Regions from separate parts of the Sus scrofa genome. Here region 2 is linked to region 1. A link is a contact called in public HiChIP or PLAC-seq data. All regions are on one chromosome and are shown on one strand. The core of a region is the stretch at or near the end of the contact, and the rest is flanking DNA. Distances in the headings are between cores, read along the strand shown. Region 1 overlaps TIPARP (TCDD-inducible poly [ADP-ribose] polymerase). Region 2 has its middle 44 kb from the start of LEKR1.

Evidence for each region. HiChIP or PLAC-seq counts read pairs in DNA pulled down with a chosen protein or histone mark.
Region 2: a contact with region 1 is called in an H3K27ac HiChIP or PLAC-seq map of alveolar macrophages. The contact joins two enhancer-like sites. A contact is called at or near these places in 4 of 47 Hi-C or Micro-C datasets (embryonic fibroblasts, epiblast stem cells, fetal skeletal muscle and 1 more) and 1 of 2 datasets of contacts at active chromatin or transcription factors (alveolar macrophages).

The regions. Positions count from the first base shown.
Region 1 is chr13:96,518,476-96,522,117 of Sscrofa11.1, forward strand. It overlaps TIPARP (TCDD-inducible poly [ADP-ribose] polymerase), which reads left to right. Exons shown (of 6, transcript XM_005669945.3): 5 at 3,153-3,431. Among named protein-coding and RNA genes, the nearest start is that of TIPARP, 24 kb to the left of the region's middle. Within about 2 kb of position 2,061, at least 7 of the 83 cell types and tissues checked have an H3K27ac peak or open chromatin away from gene starts, as enhancers often do. A contact at or near this core is called in alveolar macrophages and embryonic fibroblasts, where this site is marked.
Region 2 is chr13:96,594,955-96,598,596 of Sscrofa11.1, forward strand. No RefSeq gene overlaps it. Among named protein-coding and RNA genes, the nearest start is that of LEKR1, 44 kb to the right of the region's middle. Within about 2 kb of position 2,082, at least 16 of the 83 cell types and tissues checked have an H3K27ac peak or open chromatin away from gene starts, as enhancers often do. A contact at or near this core is called in alveolar macrophages and embryonic fibroblasts, where this site is marked.

The DNA of each region.
Region 1 (3,642 bases), core at 811-3,310:
AAGGGTCGACAGAAACATAGGTGTTAAAAAGGCCACACTTATCAGGGAATCAGATTTGCCTAAGAATTAGGAATGCTAGAGGTTGGGGTTGGGGGGGGGGCAGGGGATTCTGGCCTAAGTCATGAATTGCCTGCAAACTCTTTTTAAATGAGGGTTTCCCCACTGCAATTTTTCCTCTCCAGTTTTATGGAGATATAATTGACATAAAACACAGTGTAAGTTTAAGATGAACAGCATAATGACTTAACATGTATATATTGTAAAACGATTACCAGAACCAAAGTTTAGCTAACATTCTTCATAGTGAAAAAAAATTTTTTTTCCCATGCTCTTGCTGATTTTTAATAGGGGTGATAAAAAGGATCTTATTCTTCAGTATTAGGCTGCTTTAGCTGAGGCTGCATAAGCCAACGCTTGTCAGGTTTAGAGGTTTGGAAGAGGACATCTGTCCTGTGCAATCACCGCATGGTCATGAGAAAGCCTGGGAGGATTTCTTTAACTCCTCCCTAAAAAGGATAAAATGAATTTTACTTCATTGAAGTTAGGTTAGGAAACGACTTTCAGAATGGCCAGGAGCGGGAAGGAGAATGATACACAGTGACCTTGGATTTTGCAGATTCATTCTTCAGCGATACTTGAGTACAAGCTCCACAGCCTTTGACTTTGCCTCTCTAAAGAAGGCTGGGACAGCACGTGAAGCTTGCAGTATGTCATTGGAATACCCATGAGCTGAAGACAGACTCAGCATTCTCGGAAAATGAAGCCACATTTGTAACCATGCTTAGAATATGTATTTTTAACCCCAGACAACCAGAGTGTAGAGGTTTATCAGACAGATGTCTACATGCATTTTTATGTTTTAGCCCAATTAGGATGTTTGGCATATTAAAAGTAAACATCGATGGGTAGGAATGGTAGCAGAAAGAAAAGGAGCAGCGTTTCTTCTATTGTCAGTGCCAGATTTTCAGTACGGCTGTGACAGCCTAAAACCTATTTTGGACAAGGTGGTTGGGAGAATTTTATCTTCTTCCTTCAATACCTAATAACACAGGAAAACCTAGTGGGCTAGGACTTACTACTGTCTTTGCAGAGTAGGGATAGAGGGAATAACTAAAAATAAGGAGCTTTCCGTAGTCTGTTTCCTGCCATTCTTCCAAACAGTGATGGCTTTTTAAGGTGTTAGAAACCTTTCAGAATCTGATTAAAACAGTAGAGCCTTGCTTCAGGAAAAAGAAAAAAAAAAAAAAAAGTACTGGTGAAGGAAAGAGGGTTCTGGAGGAGTCTGTCAGGCCTTTGTGCGAATGCTCTGGAAGATAAGAACTGTTGTGCCAGTACCCCTTTAGATCTGCTCCTGAACTTAAAAGCATCTGGGGATTCTGCAAGCCCTGGATCCACCCAGAAATGTCTCACAAATGGGCTTTGAGGCACAATAAATCAGATCCACAGCTGCTTGAAGGTGGTGGGAGGCAGAGAAGGTACCTCTGTCTCTAGAGCTTTTGCTTCTTATAAAGCCATCTCTGAAAAGTCAGAAGACAGTGAGGCAGTGGTAGGGAGAGTCAGGCAGACCTGAGTTGCAATCCTGGTATCCATCCATCACTTTGTTAGAAAAAGAAAATATATGTACATATGAACTGTGAAGTATATGGAAATGCAGAGTATGTGCTCACAAACTAGATACACCTGGGTTCAGATCCTGTCTCTGTTCTTTGCTAGCTATGCTGGCAGTTTTTTTTTCAGTGGAAAAGTGGGAATAACCACACCATCTTGCAGGGTAGTTGGAACAAGAAGTGATACTGTGTGTGAAATGCCTGGTCTGTAGTATGTGCTTAGTATAATAATGTGACTATAATGAGAGAGCTGAGGGTAAAGATATCCTCTTGGAGATTAGATGCATGTTCAACCACAGTTGTAACCTCTGTGTCACAAAGCTCTTTTGAAAATTTCGGTTTCCTAATCCATTTGGCAGATGTACAGCTTCCTTGTGACCACTGTATGCTGATGGGTGTTGTAGTGCCCTGGGCCTGAATCTGGGTCTCAGGGTCAGGATTTCCTTTCTCTTTGCTTCTTCCCTTTTGCTCTGTTTTGCAAATAGCCAAGAAGTATGATTTAAATCATTAAATCAGGCAAGAGTAAGAACTATCAAAGCTGCTCCTTGTCTAAACTCATCCTTGTAACAGATCTGAATTTTTAAGGTTCAAGGATATTCTGGTACCTTGAGCTTAAAGTCATTAGCTCCATCTTAAGCACATCTAAAGCTGTACACTTTTAATTGTATCGATGGTTTTGTTATCTGGGCTTCGTTATCTGTGATATTTTAAAATGAAGGAAATGCCAAATGTCAGCTTTTAATGCCTGATCCATGATTTGTGTGGTTTTATACAAAACTAGAGCAGAAGGTATTTATTTTTCCTATTTTCTGTCATCTTCCTGTAAGTGCCCTCTTGCCCACTGTGCTCCCCCTTCTGCATAGCCTTTAGTAATTGTGTCTTTACTTAGTACAGCAGTTTGCTGAATGCATATAAATTATCATTGCTCCCTTGAAACAGAGCTTAACTATGTAGGCAAAAGAGGAGTCCAGTCTTCAAAAAGTAAAGATATTTATAAATTGGCACTTCCTTGCCTTGCAATAGGGCATTTCAGAATTTCCTCCACAAGGAGAAGGCCAGGGGGGAAGTTAATAAACACTGCTTGTCCAGAGATCACCTATTAAGATTTTTTAATAGATAGCATTTCCTGTATTGTTTATTTTTTATTATTATATATTATTTATTATTATTATTATTTTTTTTTTAAGGGCCACACCAATGCTTGGAAGCTCCCATGCTAGGGGTTGAATTGGAGCTGTAGCTGCCAGCCTTTGCCACAGTCACAGCAGTGCGGGAATCCAAGCCACATCTGTGATCTACACCACAGCTCATGGCAATGCCATGTCCTTAACTCACTGAGCGAGTCCAGGGGTCAAACCCATTTCCTTATAGATACTAGACTAGTTGGGTTCTTAACTGGCTGAGCCACCATGGGAACTCCTCCTAAATTTTTTTTAAATAAGCATTTGAGCTACGCAGATTATATTAGATACTGCTAAAGAGCACAATGTGACATGTACTTACTGCCAAGTGTTTAACATGGATGTTCCTTTTTCTCCCTTCTAGGACACTTGGTGGTGTTCCCACACAGGCTCCTCCACCACTTGAAGCAACATCATCATCACAAATCATCTGCCCAGATGGGGTCACCTCAGCAAACTTTTACCCAGAAACTTGGGTTTATATGCATCCATCTCAGGACTTCATCCAAGTGCCTGTCTCTGCAGAGGACAAAAGTTATCGAATCATTTATAATCTTTTTCATAAGACTGTGCCTGAGTTTAAATATAGAATTTTACAGATATTGAGAGTCCAAAATCAGTTTCTTTGGGAGAAATACAAAAGGTGAGTCAGCAGTCTGAAAAGTCGGAGAGCTTTTTTTTGATGTAGTGAATAACAAATGCAGAACATAATAGTGTAAAAACTTGCATAGAACCTAACGTGATTTTTAAAATATATTAGCTCATATTCTCATAACAGATTTATAAGTAGGAATTACAGTCTGGGAGTTCCTGTTATGGCTCAGTGGTAATGGACCTGACTTAGTATCCATGAG
Region 2 (3,642 bases), core at 832-3,331, 76 kb after region 1:
TCAGAGTGGAAACCAGAAGTCTGCAAACTAAAATGAATTCCATTTTTTCCTATTAGACTGGCAGACTTAAGACTGATAGTACTCAAGTAGCAGAGAGAGAGGAAGTGAGTATTCTCATATGGTGTTGACAGGAAACTACTATGGGTGTCATCTTTCTTGGAGGCAATTTCACATTATCAAGGTTTAAAATGCACAATCCCCCCCCCCTTTTTTGGCTGCACCTGCAATATATGAAAGTTCCAAGGCCAGGGATCAAACCTACACCTCAGCAGTGACTCGAGCTACTACAGAGACAATGCCAAATCCTTAACCTGATGCACCACAGCAGGAACTCCAATGCACAACCCCTTTGACCTAGCAATTCCACCTAGAGGATTCTAGTCTACAGAGAGGCACACACAAATGTGAAAATACACAAGAACATTTGCTAAATAATTGTCTCTAATAGCAGTAAACTGGAAACAACTTAAAGTTCTATCCATAGAATGGTTAAAAAAAAACCAACTATGTATGACTGACTGATTCTATGACTACACCAAAAATGTATGCAGATTTATGTGCTGAAATGCTAATGACCATGACATATTGCTAAGTGGAAAAAAAATCAAATTACAGAATGGTATGATACTGTCTTTGCACAAACAAAACAAGCAAAGCATTGTGTGTGTATGGGACATGGGGGTGGGTATGCACAGATGTGCATTTGTATCTGCTTAGAAAAAAAATGTCTGGGAAGTGTGGACACTAAATTCTAGCAGTTAATAGCTTCTCTTCTGATAGTGAGAAGTATCCCATTTTAGAGAAGATTAACACGTTTTAAAGCAAGCATGTGTTACTTTTACAATTAAAAATACACACATGGAGTTCCCATCGTGGCTCAGCAGAAACGAATCTGACTAGCATCAATGAGGACGCAGGTTCCATCCCTGGCCTCGCTCAGTGGGTTAAGGAGCCAGTGTTGCTGTGAGCTGTGGTGTAGGTCACAGACTCACTTCGGATCTGGCATCGCTGTGGCTGTGGTGTAGGCCAGCAGCTACAGTTCCAATCTGACACTTAGTCTGGGAATCACCATATGTCGTGGGTGTGGCCCTAAAAAGACCAGAAAAAAAAAAAAAATTTACCCATAAAGCTATTCAGGTCTAGGGTTAGGCCCAAATCAGGGCCTAACTTCAGTATTTTAAATGGGCATTAGGAATTCATTTTCTTTGAAAGATATGAGGCTAAGCAGGTTTTCTACTTCTTCTTGAACAATGCTGATTGTGTCCTTTAAGGAATTTGTTCATTTCTTTTAAGTTGTCAGATTTATTGACACACACACACAAAGGAAATAGCCTACTCCTCAATTAAAGGGAAAGCAGAGAAAAGACGGCAATAAACTTCAGTTCATATTTCCAAACAATTCCAGGAATTTTAAATAAGATGCATTTTCATCTACATAAAAGACCTCTTGGAATGGAGAAGGGAAGGAAAGCCACTTCTCTACCAGTGGAAGGGGTTGGCTAGCTCTGGTCTGTGCAAGAGTGTGTGCAGGGACTGTGTCCATCTTGCTCATGATCACTCCGGTGTCTACTCTGGGTTGGGCATCTAGCAGGGCCTCCATACAAACTGGTTGAATTAAAAAATTAAATGGGGGAAAAATGGCAATGGTTCTGTGACAAATTTACTGAACGGTGTACAGTAGGGAAATCTGGCAGGCAGCTGATGGGAAGTTTCTTTGTTCTTACTGAGTTTAGATACTAGAGTCAAATTCTAGAATTTAAATAGGAAGTTACAAGCACCATAACCATGTTGAGGAAATTAACCAGACTGAGAAAGAGTGCTGCTCACTGGCTGAGAATCTTTCTCATACTGAAATAGCAGAAGTTGCCTAAGCAATTTTTTCTCTGCCAGCTCACAAAAAGGATCACTGATTCAGGAAATGACCTCTAAGTATAACATTTTAGTTTTAATTTTTACATTCAAAAAGTCATGTGGTGAATGGGGCCAGAATCAGAATTACCTGGGGCTTTAGTGGGTTAGAGTGTTACTGGGCAAAGTGAGAAAACAGAGCAAGATTTATTGAGCATCTCATAATGACTCATCAGGGCACAGGGTTAGTCACTCAGCACATGGTATCTCATTAAAGTTCATAACAAGCTTGTGAGGCACTGTCATCATTTACAGAAGAGGAAAAAGAGACTTGGAGAACTTGGGTAACTTGTCTCAGAAGACAAAGCCAGAAAGTGGCAGAGCTGGGATTTGAATTCAGATGGGCCTGGCTCCAGGGCCCATGGTCACTTCCTGGGCCACAGGACTCTGTCTTGGTTGGTGTTGGAGTGACTCACCTATGTCACATGAGAGCAGTCCCTGTGGAAGACTTCCAAGGACTTGGTTCCTAAGAACTGACTAGACTGGACCATCACCTCTGCAGAACTAATCCAGAAATTTTTACACTTATATGAGAGATGCCTATCCCATCTTTAACTTCTAGAAGTTTTGGGGAAATGACTTGGTATTACCAAACGGGATTCTCCAAATCCTGAATAAACACAAGCATGCTGTATATTCCCCCAAACTCATCCCAGGACATAGAGCACCCCCATGCTGAAACAAATCACAGCTCCTGAAGAACTGCTTACGAGGGTGGCAGTGATGCGGAGACAGTCACGTGTTATAAATACCCGCATGGAATAAAAATCTACATTTAATTTTCCATGATATTTGCTAACTCAGATGAAATGATTTTCATCTTCATTTTCACCACAGCAGAAAAAGTTAAAATACCACAATGCTGCAGCTTTCAGCATGTTTATATCACCTCTGATTCCTTCTCTAATGCATTTCAGGCCCAGTGTTTAGCCCCCATTGACACTATGTTAAGCACTACACCTATTTCCTTGACACACTGTCCTGAACCTCTAATGTTAGGGTGCTTCACAGCCAGGTCCTTCACTTCCTACTTTTCTCTCCTTCCAAAGCTCTACATTATCTTTTACAAAGCAACAGCACCTACCTTTATCTCCCCAGTCTTCACATCTCCAGTCAGATGTCCAATGGCAACTTCCCGTGTAACGCAGCTGCAAAGAATTCTCAGTTCCTACCTTCACCTCAAACTTATTCCTCCCCTTCCCTCTAAATTCAGTTCTCTATCCCATGATACTGTCAACCATTCTGTTGTTCAAACCATAACCTATTTCCTGGTTTCCTACTTTTCCCCTCACCTCCACATCTAATTCTTCAGCAAGTTTGAAGGTTCTGCTTCTAAAATGTCTCAAAACCATCCACTTTACTTCCTTTCTGCCAATGTTAAGCTACTAATCACTTATCTCAACTATTCTTAACTGGTTTTCTTGTTTCCATCTGTCTCCCATAAAGGAGCCAGAATGATAAGTGTAAAACATAAATAACATTGATATCCTGCAGTCTTTCAACATTTTCCAGTTGTACTATACCATGGTCCACAGGACTTGCATCATCCAGCCCCTGCCTACCTCTACAACCTCATCTCCTAGATCTTTTTCAAAACTCACAGCCCTGCAGGCACATTGTCCTCTACCTATTCCTTGACCACACAAAATTAGCTTCCTTGAGCTTTTCCTGGAAGCTCCCCAGGTTCTTCCTCCAGATTTTCCATGGCTGGGGTCTTCCTCATTATTCAGAACT